3 separate regions of the Sus scrofa genome follow, and all the other regions are linked to region 3. Evidence: chromatin contacts called from public HiChIP or PLAC-seq data. All regions are on one chromosome and are shown on one strand. Each heading gives the region's core, a stretch centred on a gene start, on an enhancer-like site or on the middle of the called end of the contact. The rest is flanking DNA. Distances are from core to core; before and after follow the strand shown.

What was found. HiChIP or PLAC-seq counts read pairs in DNA pulled down with a chosen protein or histone mark.
Region 1: a contact with region 3 is called in an H3K27ac HiChIP or PLAC-seq map of alveolar macrophages. The contact joins the enhancer-like site here to the promoter of MAN1A1 in region 3. A contact is called at or near these places in 1 of 5 promoter capture datasets (liver), 6 of 47 Hi-C or Micro-C datasets (alveolar macrophages, embryonic fibroblasts, fetal skeletal muscle and 2 more) and 1 of 2 datasets of contacts at active chromatin or transcription factors (alveolar macrophages).
Region 2: an H3K27ac HiChIP or PLAC-seq map of alveolar macrophages shows a contact between it and region 3. The contact joins the enhancer-like site here to the promoter of MAN1A1 in region 3. A contact is called at or near these places in 2 of 5 promoter capture datasets (fetal liver and liver), 20 of 47 Hi-C or Micro-C datasets (adipocytes, alveolar macrophages, embryonic fibroblasts and 12 more) and 2 of 2 datasets of contacts at active chromatin or transcription factors (alveolar macrophages and skeletal muscle).

Annotation. Positions count from the first base shown.
Region 1 is chr1:42,899,447-42,902,433 of Sscrofa11.1, reverse strand. No RefSeq gene overlaps it. Among named protein-coding and RNA genes, the nearest start is that of FAM184A, 100 kb to the left of the region's middle. Within about 2 kb of position 1,628, at least 3 of the 83 cell types and tissues checked have an H3K27ac peak or open chromatin away from gene starts, as enhancers often do. A contact at or near this core is called in alveolar macrophages, where this site is marked.
Region 2 is chr1:42,922,341-42,925,642 of Sscrofa11.1, reverse strand. No RefSeq gene overlaps it. Among named protein-coding and RNA genes, the nearest start is that of FAM184A, 80 kb to the left of the region's middle. Within about 2 kb of position 1,937, at least 21 of the 83 cell types and tissues checked have an H3K27ac peak or open chromatin away from gene starts, as enhancers often do. A contact at or near this core is called in alveolar macrophages, embryonic fibroblasts, liver and 3 more, where this site is marked.
Region 3 is chr1:42,728,655-42,732,005 of Sscrofa11.1, reverse strand. MAN1A1 (mannosidase alpha class 1A member 1) reads right to left here and starts at 1,837. Exons shown (of 12, transcript NM_213885.1): 1 at 913-1,837. The coding sequence starts at 1,533.

The DNA.
Region 1 (2,987 bases), core at 379-2,878, 170 kb before region 3:
AGATAGATCACAGACATGTAAACTGACACTTAAAGGAAGAGTAGATATTTTGCAAGAAGAGTAGAAGACAATCAGGGAGGCCCACTTCAGGTAAAGCACAGAAAAGTGAAGGCCAATGGGGTTGTGGCCCAGGGAAGGAAGGGGAGCTGGGGTACTTGTTATGCAGAATCTGGGGCAGAACTGCAAGCCTCTCTTCCAAAGTCATTAGTCTCCCCTCACTGAGGGGTGGGCTAGGAACCAGAAGAAAAAGGAAGCCTCTTTCTCACATAACTCATGTTCTCAGTGCTGTAAAAACAACAGGTTTTCATTGGATGTGGTTAGTTTTAACTCACTGTAGGTGATCTTCAAACATGTAAGCTGATTGTGGAAGTAGTACTGGCTGTTTCAGAAGTTTATTTCAGCAATCTTTCCTAGTTCATAAAATTGATTTTGTTGGTTTCCAAAGCTACTCTGGGATACAAACAAAACTATACTTCAATTTAAAAGCAGTTCTTAACTTGCAGTCACTGTTTTATTTTCACTGGATTATTTGAATACATCAATGACACAGTTGATAATGGTGTTCTTACTAGTGCAACAATCATGCAGGTTGATCCCTATTTCCTTTCTCCTGTAAACGCTAAAAAAAAAAATTCCTGTTCTTCAATAAAATTGTAAGTGGAAAAGCCTTCAATTAATGCATCTTACTGGAGTGAACAAAGAGCTTGATGTTTCTGTTCTCAGGTCAGAAAATAAGAGCCAAACTCTGACCTTGGAAGATGAGCATGTGTTTGAAGCAGTCTGATTGAAGGACAGCATCCAAAAACGCCTAGGGTAGATGGAAACAGCAAACAAAACAATAGCAAATGTGTTGTCATAACAAAACAAGCTGGAGGCTCCCCAAGGTAGAGAAGAGATGATTCTTTTGTAGGACATAGCTAGAAATAGGGGCTAGAATTTACTGATTGAAGGCATAATCCTGCCAGGTACAGAGCTAAGAACGTGTATGTATATTAGCTATTTTAATTCTCAGGACATGGATCTTACTATTCCTGTTTTACTGATGAGAAAACTCAGGTCTTGATATCTTGTAATTTGGATGCAGTGGTCTCTAGTCCATGGATGGAAAATTTCTGACTTGAATATTGCTGTTTTCTGCTCCAGCATCCACAACAGACATCATTGCAGGCATGGTCCAGCTGCTTATTTGTGCTGATCACACCTCTCATTTTATAGATGAGGAAACTGAAATGTGGAGTTTCTAAGGCTTCTTCCAAATCATGCAGAAGTTAATAACAGCCAAGCTTGGAACTCAGTTGTCTTGATTCTTATGAAGTCTTCTTCCCATTGGCCCAAATGTACTATTTCCTACCTCTTCTCTACTGCATCATCTAAAGAAAAGACGCTAGAGGGATTTTATTTTAATGGTGGTGTTTAAAATGTATACAATTTTGCAGCTCCTGGCCAAGACTATGTTAAGTCAGGAAGTTATCAGTTTAGAAAGAGCAGATAAGAGTGTGACTAGCAGTGAAATGTACTTAGGGTTTATTTAACTAGTGAGGTTAAAAGTGTTATATTGGCTGTCAGAGTGGTGATGAGGTTTTGCACAAAGAAGGAAGAGACTTAAGTTGCTTCCTCTTCTGTCACGTACTGAATAGAGGCCATGGGTGCCAAGATACTGAAGCTGGTATGGCCATGAAATGAAACCAATAGCACTGTGCCTATCCTAGGAATTGGATATGGTGACCTCCCATCCTGCTCTGAGAGGTGATTCTACGCTATGTGTTTCTACTTTCTGCCAACAACTACAAGAGCTGAAAGTCAGGAACCTACACAGTTCCTAAAGATTCTGTGTAAGAGGATCATTCATCTACTTCTCCTAGGAGAGTTAAAAACCAAAACAAAATCAAACAAAAAACAAACAGACAAAAAACTCTCAGGTTCCAGTCATTTTTGAAAATGTTATTTGTACATCAGTATATGTTATGGCCCTTTTTGCAGAATTATGAATTAATATGTGCTCACGGCCTAAGGCCAAAATACCCCAGGATGTGGACAAGTTGTTATGTATCTATCACTGTTTTCTTTGTTTGTTTCTTTGTTTGTTTTCGGCCATGCCCATGGCATGTGGAAGTTCCTGGGCCAGGGATCAAATCTGTGCCACAGCAGCAACTTGAGCCACAGCAGTGACACTGCCAGATCCCTACCCTGCTGAGCCACCAAGGAACATTCACTATTTTCCAAGCTTTCACAGTAATTTACATTCCCTGGGGAATTAAGAGGATCTGTAAAACAAATTTACTTGTAAGTAATGGCATGTTTTAAAGGGATTCAAAGTGATCATAATAATGACAAGTTAAAAAATCTTTGATGATTAGCATTGCAATGAATGTAAAAACACAAGACAGGGGAAATGGGTGGAAATGAAGGTGCTTTTCAGAGGTCATTTCTGAGAACATATTGTTACATGACACGTGGACAAACTAGGAATTCTGTGTAGCCTGTGCAAGTAACAGTCATGTTAAAATTCAACAAGAACAGAAGGAGCAATTTGAGAACTGACTTTAAAAGCAACTGTTGGGAGAAGAAAGCAAATGAAACAGTTACCGAATAAAAATAGAGGTGATTGAAGTTAATACTTTATAAGATTCCCTCAATAAGAAAGAGTTGTTTAAAAATCCAATGTAAATCTGTTTCTAAGAGGTTTAGGGGTATGGCTTACCGCTCAGAAATGCTTTTGTAAAAGGATGAATCTACATTTTCAAAGGGATCCAAATTATATTTCAAGTTGCTGTTGTGCTTAAACCTTGAAGTAGAAACAAAAATTCAGAAAAAGGTACATATGCTTGTCATGACTTTCTCATTAAACAGGGATATTCCAGGCCCCCCTCCCCCTACCACTTTTGATTTGCTCAATTAGGGTAATAGTCTGCAATCTGCCTTTTAACAAGACTTACTAGTTCTGGTATAGGTAAACTGTAGCCCACACCTTGAGAAATACAGCTTTG
Region 2 (3,302 bases), core at 688-3,187, 190 kb before region 3:
GCCCTCTGCATCCATTCTCCACACTTCTCTGCTGACCGTTAAGGATGAATGACATGTCCATGCTCCCCTTGCCCTCTGGCTTCCAGCTGGGTTCAGCCCCTGGGAGGAGAATCCACTCCTGGTAGGTGCTCTCTCTGCTCCCTCGTGCTGGCAGGGGGCTGAATTCCTCTACTAAGGACCCAGCTCCTGCTCAGGGCAGAGTTGGGCAGCTTTCCTGGCTCTGGCTCTCCTGGAGTTCCAGCAACAGCTTCCTCCTGTGTACTGACAGAAGGACACGTATCTGTCATGAGTTTGATGTCCTATATTCAAGAGAAAACAATCCATGGACTGGGGCGGGGCGGGGGAGTGAGGAGGATAAACTCAGAAGTAGTGGTGCACCCTTCCCGAGGGAATTTAAGCCTGAGCAAGGAGCAAGTTGTTTGGAGTATTAGAAGCGGCAACCTGGAGACAGGGCATGATTGGTCAGGGCTGCAGATCTGACCTTGTTTAGAAAGATCAAAGATGAGGTTTCCTGGTGGTTCAGCAGATTAAGGATTGGGCTTCATCGCTGATGCAGCTTGGATTCGATCCCCGGTGCCGGGGGAACTTCCTCATGCTGAAGAAAAGAAAAGAAAAATCAAGGAACGAGGAAATAAGTATAGAGCCTCGAGTTGGTTTAGCATTCTGCGGATTGGATGACCGGATGGACTGCTTTTTCTGATCAAGTGGAGCCTTTATTGGCACTTGAAAGTACAGGTTCATGTCCATAAACAGCTCTATCACTGATCCTTCAGTTACTCCTTTGGGTCCATCTGATTCCTGCTGAGACTGACTAATACAGTGCGTGCCCGGAGAAAAAAATATCGGGGAGAACCAAGGGGCTGGGAAAGGACAGGCAATACAAAAATTACAAATCACAAGGTGATTGATATACTTTGGCTCTCTGACCCACTGACTGGAATGTTTAGCAGGAAAGGCCCAACAGTTGTATTGACTAGCTCCTGTGGCTTTTTATTTTTAACAGTCTGCAAGTCTGGTCAAAAAGACATCACGCTGTGTATTCATGACCATGATTCTGGTCCACAGGTAAATGTGGACCAGCTATTAGGAGGAGTTACACATTGGAGATTTTGTCCAAAATGATGATATTAAGAACAATGATAGCAGGAGTAAGAGTGATGGCTAACATGTACTGTTTATAATATTGCTGGGCATCGTGCTAAATCTTTTCTGTATCATCTTCTTGCATCCCCACAACAGCTCCATGAAGCAAACACCCTAATTTACAATGAGGAAATCCAACTTGGAGAGGCCAAAAATTTGCTTAGGTACTCTGCCACCCCAGTCCTGCATTTGCAGCACCCCTCCCCTTTCCAAATCACGGCCACTGCCTTCCCAGGAAATCAAATACAGTTTCTCACCAGGATAGGAGAAGGTCCCCAAACTCTCATTAGAGGTGCTGAGATACCCTGTGGAATAGTGCCAGCCTCTGTTTCATGTCTCTTGCCTCCCTCAGCTGCCCTCAAAATGGGTCCCCTACCACCACCACCATCACCATTACGTTACCATTACCACAACCACAGCCACCATCATTACCACCACTGTAGCCACTTCCTCCTCCTTCTCTGGAAGCTTAAATTCTTCCAAGAAACTTCCTCATCCAATCCTGACTAAGGCGGCATTACGATGACTCCCCGTGGGTCAATTTCCTCTTTGCTGCTGCCTGTCTACACGGTCAGGTCCAGCTGCTCGGTATCTTCTTGCCCCACCCCTGCTCTGCCCCCAGGGTCTTCTCAGCCCTGGCTTTCCCCTCCCCCAGCACCACCCTATTGCTGCCTGTGTCAGTTAGAGGACTAGCCAGCTCTGTTCTCGCCCAACACAATCCTGTGCGCATCAGTCCCTCTCCTTGCCAGGCTGGGCTCCCGCGGAATTTTGGAACAAATTGACAAGTGACCACATGATGGCGCTATAAAGCTGCCAATGCTCTTGCAGAGTCGGCAAAGTGAGAAGCTCCGGAGAGTCAGGATCTGGGTTTTTCCGTTTTTGTCAACGTCAGAAAACTGAAAACTAGTAATGGTAAACAACCTCCAGAAAAATCTTAATATTATTTTGCCAAGGACTATTCCTTGTCAATGGAGTTTCTGTTTGTCACTGGCCAAACATCATCTCTCCTTTCTCAGCACACATCCTCACCTCCCAAGGCTCTCTTTGCCCTCAGTACATGTACATTTCTGTCCTAAATAGTCTGCCAGTTGCTACGAACCCAAAAATACACACACAGAGATTTAGAAAGATTAAAATGTTTTACCTAAGCAGGAGTGAAATAATTTCTCCTTTTGTTTTGGTTCATGATTATGCTAAATAGCTAGAAGTCTTTTTTTCCTCCCTTTTCACACGCGTAGCTGGGCAAATATGCACAAATAAAAAACTGCCCACATCTAGAAAAATCCCTCAGCTGCCCTGGCTGATTAGTCATTACATATTTACATAGCACAGGCAAGGTTGCCCAAGTAATCACACAAACATTTGCTATGTTCCTGTACCTTCCCTGGGGTGATTCAAATTCTTAGGAACTGAGATTTGTTTTGTGCTCACTTTTAAAAACAGCATGGGCAAGATTTACTTGAACTTCTTATTTTTTATGTGGCCAATTGATATCCTAATGTCCTTTGAGGTCTGTGTCAAAGACAGCAAAACGCAGTGGGAGAAATACATCTTCAGGATCTAGGTTGGGGAGGGGAATGACCTGAATCCTGGCTCCATCCTTACTTTATTTGTGACATTGGCCAAAAGTTCTCAATGTCTTTGACCTTTAATCTGCGTCTCTGTGAACCGGGGTAAAGAGAAAATGACTTCCGAGGTTGTTTGGGGGGATTCAGTGAGATAAGGTACATATGCCTAGGTGTTCCATCATTAGTAGCTAGCACTCCTGCAAGTAGATAGGACGATCACAGAGCATAACCTATGGTCTGGTGACTGAAATGCTGGGAAAGTGCCTCATGCTCTTGGGAAACCCCATATGGTGATGAAGAGCATCGTTGTTTGAGTCAAACTGTTAGATTCAAACCCTCGTTCTGCCATTTTTGTGCAGTAGATGAATTTGGAAAAGGTAAACAAATCTTTTCAAGCCTCCATGTCCCAGTTTATCCTAGTGACCATTACGGCCCTTACGACACTGAACGAGGTAATACACGGACTGTAGGTTGAATTGTGTCCCCCCAGTAATGCCCAAGTCCTAATCCCCAGTACCTGAAAAGGTGACCCTTATTTAGTAATAGGGTCTTTGAAGATGGTCCAGTTAAGATGACATCGTTAGGAGGGCC
Region 3 (3,351 bases), core at 588-3,087:
AGAGCCTGGTGAGAAGAGGAAGTCCAGGCTTCAAGTCCTGACTCAGTCACTAACTGATTCTGGGGCCTTCAATTTTTACCTTTCAAATGACAGTCTAAAATGATTTTTAAGGTCCTCTTCAGCTTTAAGCTAGCCATGAATTATCCATATGTTATAAGTTCCAACCAAAAATTACAGATAGGAAATCATTAAAGACTTATCAAAGTCTATGTTTGTCCTAGATTAAGTTTGTCATCATTGTGCTGCTCTGGTGGAAAACCTGTTGCATCACATGAAAGTCTTTCTCTGACTACACCAGAAATGCAAGAGAGGATAGGCTGCCTTTTCATATTTTTCATTTTTTGACAGGTAAACAACAGTGTAGCCCCTATAATAGAAGTTCTCAAGTTTCACCTTTGGAGTCTGTCAGTACACACAGGACGCCACCTGGCAGAATGCGGCCACGTGACTGAAACAGGGTGTGCTGGCTTGCTGTTAGAATCTTTCTATCATGGGTGATTGATGCTTCGCGTTTACATTCAAGCTTCATTTCAAAGCCACGACCAAGCTTTATTAGGGGGGCTGTTTGGGACCTTCACTGCCACTGTTCTCAGCGACGATTAACCGTGTATTGGGCCGTAAAAGAGGTTTGCACAGCACCTACCCATATATTTAAGACCTACCTTGTGTGGCTTATGCTCACCGAGCATGCAAGTTAAAAACAACGGGATTCAACCTCGGATCATAATTGGCCACATCTACTATGATACTGAAAGGAAAACGAAAGAGCCTTTGACACTGCACCAGGTTAAGTGGAAAACCTCGATGTCTCCCCACATTGTAATGTTACAGTCTTATGAGTTTCAAAGGTTTGTCGTTTCTCCCAGAAAAACATCGCAGGTCCGGAAGAATTTCCAGCCTGGGTGCACTCACCTCTTTGATCTTTGCCCTTTTCTCGCGGACAGCGGCGTCGGCCGGCTCCCGGTCAATCGCCCCGATGAGGGGTACTAAGTACACTGGGGGCAGCCTGAACCCCATCCTGTTACTCATCTGGTCCTGGGCCACCTTCTCCTTCTCCATCAGGATATCTCTTTGGATCTCCTCGGGCAGCTTCTGCAGAGTCTCCTTGGCTTCCCTCAAAGCTCGCTCGTGGTTTTCGCGGATCCTGGCCAAGTTGTCCTCTAGGGCGGCCGCGGGGTCCCCGGGAGCGCCCTCTTCACCGGGCCGGGCTCGCCCATCTGCCGCGTCCTCGGCGCGCGCCCCGGGCCCCGGCTTGTGGTCAGCGGCTGGCTGCAGGGCGGGGCTGGAGTGGAACAGGACCCCGCTGAGCAGCTTGGAAGAGTCGGGCAGGAAGAAGATCGCTCCGAAGCAGAGCGTGATGAAGGCGCTGAACACCAACAGCAGCACGAACTTCTCCGTCAGGCGGAAGGCGGAGGGGCCCGACCCCTTTCTGCCGCCGCCGCCGCCGCCGCCGCCGAGCCCCCCACCCAGGCCGCCGCCCAGGCCGCCGCCCGCCGGGCTGCTGAAGAGTGGCAACAGGCCCCCCACCGGCATCGCTCCCGCTGCCACGGCCGCAGGGTTGCCCGCTGTCCAGTGGCCTTGCTCTGCGCCGCTCAGCAGCCAAACTTCGCCGCCGCCCGGCGTCAGCGGCTGCGGGGCTGGGTCCTGTGCATCCAGGCCGCCCAAACCCCCTGCCTGGGCTGCAGGTATCCCTTGGGGAACAACTCCCCTTCGAGTCTTCTCCCCCAAGCGGCTCCTTTGGCAAACAAACACGCGCGACAGACCTCTGGCTGTAGCCCCTGCGGGGAGAGAAACAGTAAAACGTAGTAATTACGATGATGGTGATAAAGTTTCCACCGGTCTCCGCCCTCAGACGGCCGTGCGAGCCACCAGGACAGTTCCCCCTTCACGGAGTTCGGAGTCTGGCTCCCGGCACCGCCCTCGGAAACCACTCTTTGGACTTGGGGTGAAGTTTTCGGGTCTCGGGGGCTGGGTGTCCCGCGCACACCTGGAGCAGGGCCGTGCGCGGGCACCTCCTGGAGAGGGCAGAGCGCCTCCGCACAGGAGAGGCGCAGCGCGGGTGGTGGGCTCGTCAACTTCGCCGGCTCCCCATCCCGAAGCTAGGACTAGCTGTCTCTGCTTCTCAGGCTGAGCGTGCAGTCCGACTGCCCCGCAGCCCTGGATGCTGCTCAGCTGGGCGAGCGCGCCGACCCGCGGGCGAGTGGGAGAGAGCAGGACAGCACTATGCCCTCCACCGCGGCCCCGCGAGCACTACCACCACTGCCGGTCTCTGGGCGGTCGGAAACGAGGGCGGTGACGCGTCCGGAGAGTGATGGCGCGGCAGGGCCAATCGCACGCGGCTCAGGGTCCCGCGGGGGCGGGGCCGAGGCGGGGAGGGGGCAGTGCAGGGAGGGGAGTTACGGGAAGCGCAGCCTCGCAGGGGCCCGGCCGGGGGTGGGGAGGTCGCGGGGCCCGGAGGCGCGAGGCAGCGGGCGGGGCCCGAGGTCGGCGAGTTTATCCCGCGGGGGTTTCGGGCCAGAGGCCCCAGGGGGTGGTTGCTCTAGGGGTGTGGGTTAGGTGCCTGGGCTGATGCGGGATCCCCCTGCGGCCCCCTCGGACCTGCGCCTGGTGGTGCGGGACCTGCCCGGAGGGAGGCCGAATAAGGACGGGGTCTTGCAGAGAACTGCCAGATTTGAACGGTGTGAAGCGCGTCTTTCCTCCAGTTACCCTCTTTTTGCCAAGGGAGGGATTCCCCCATTGCTCCGTTGCAGTTAACCCAAAAGTCCCTCGATGAGGAGCTGTGAATTGGAGAGCTTCTGAGCTCAGCTTTGGAGCTCTCTGGTGGAACATCCTCTAAATCCCAAGAGACCTGCTGGTTTTGTGGCTGCTTGGGAGTCTTCCTATGCATCCTCGCCCCCTTTAAAAAGAAAAAAAAGTTGCGTAGCTCCCCCACCCACTCCCACTTTCAAAATTCATTTACCTCATACAAGTTGGTCATATTTTCCATTTAAAGAAGACAGTTTTATGCTGCCATAACTTCAAGTAATAAATTTCAGCACTGTTGAAATTGTCTTGGATTTGACTACTTCCAGGGAAGTAAGGACTTGGTCCAACAGAAATTGTTTTCAAGACAGCCTTATTTTCCAAAATCTATTCGCAATTCCCCTGTTGCTCTGAAATAAGGGTTATCAGAGAGGAAAAAGTTGCCTGATTTCCCACTTCCCACTTCTGGAAACTAGTTTGTAGCAGTCTTGTCCCATATCCTTTACCCTTCCCGCTCTGGAAACATGATTTTTAGCTCTGTTTCTGCTTGCTGTCTTCAAGAAAAGGAAACAGCTGAGACCTCTCAGAAAGGTGCCCACAATACAGTTG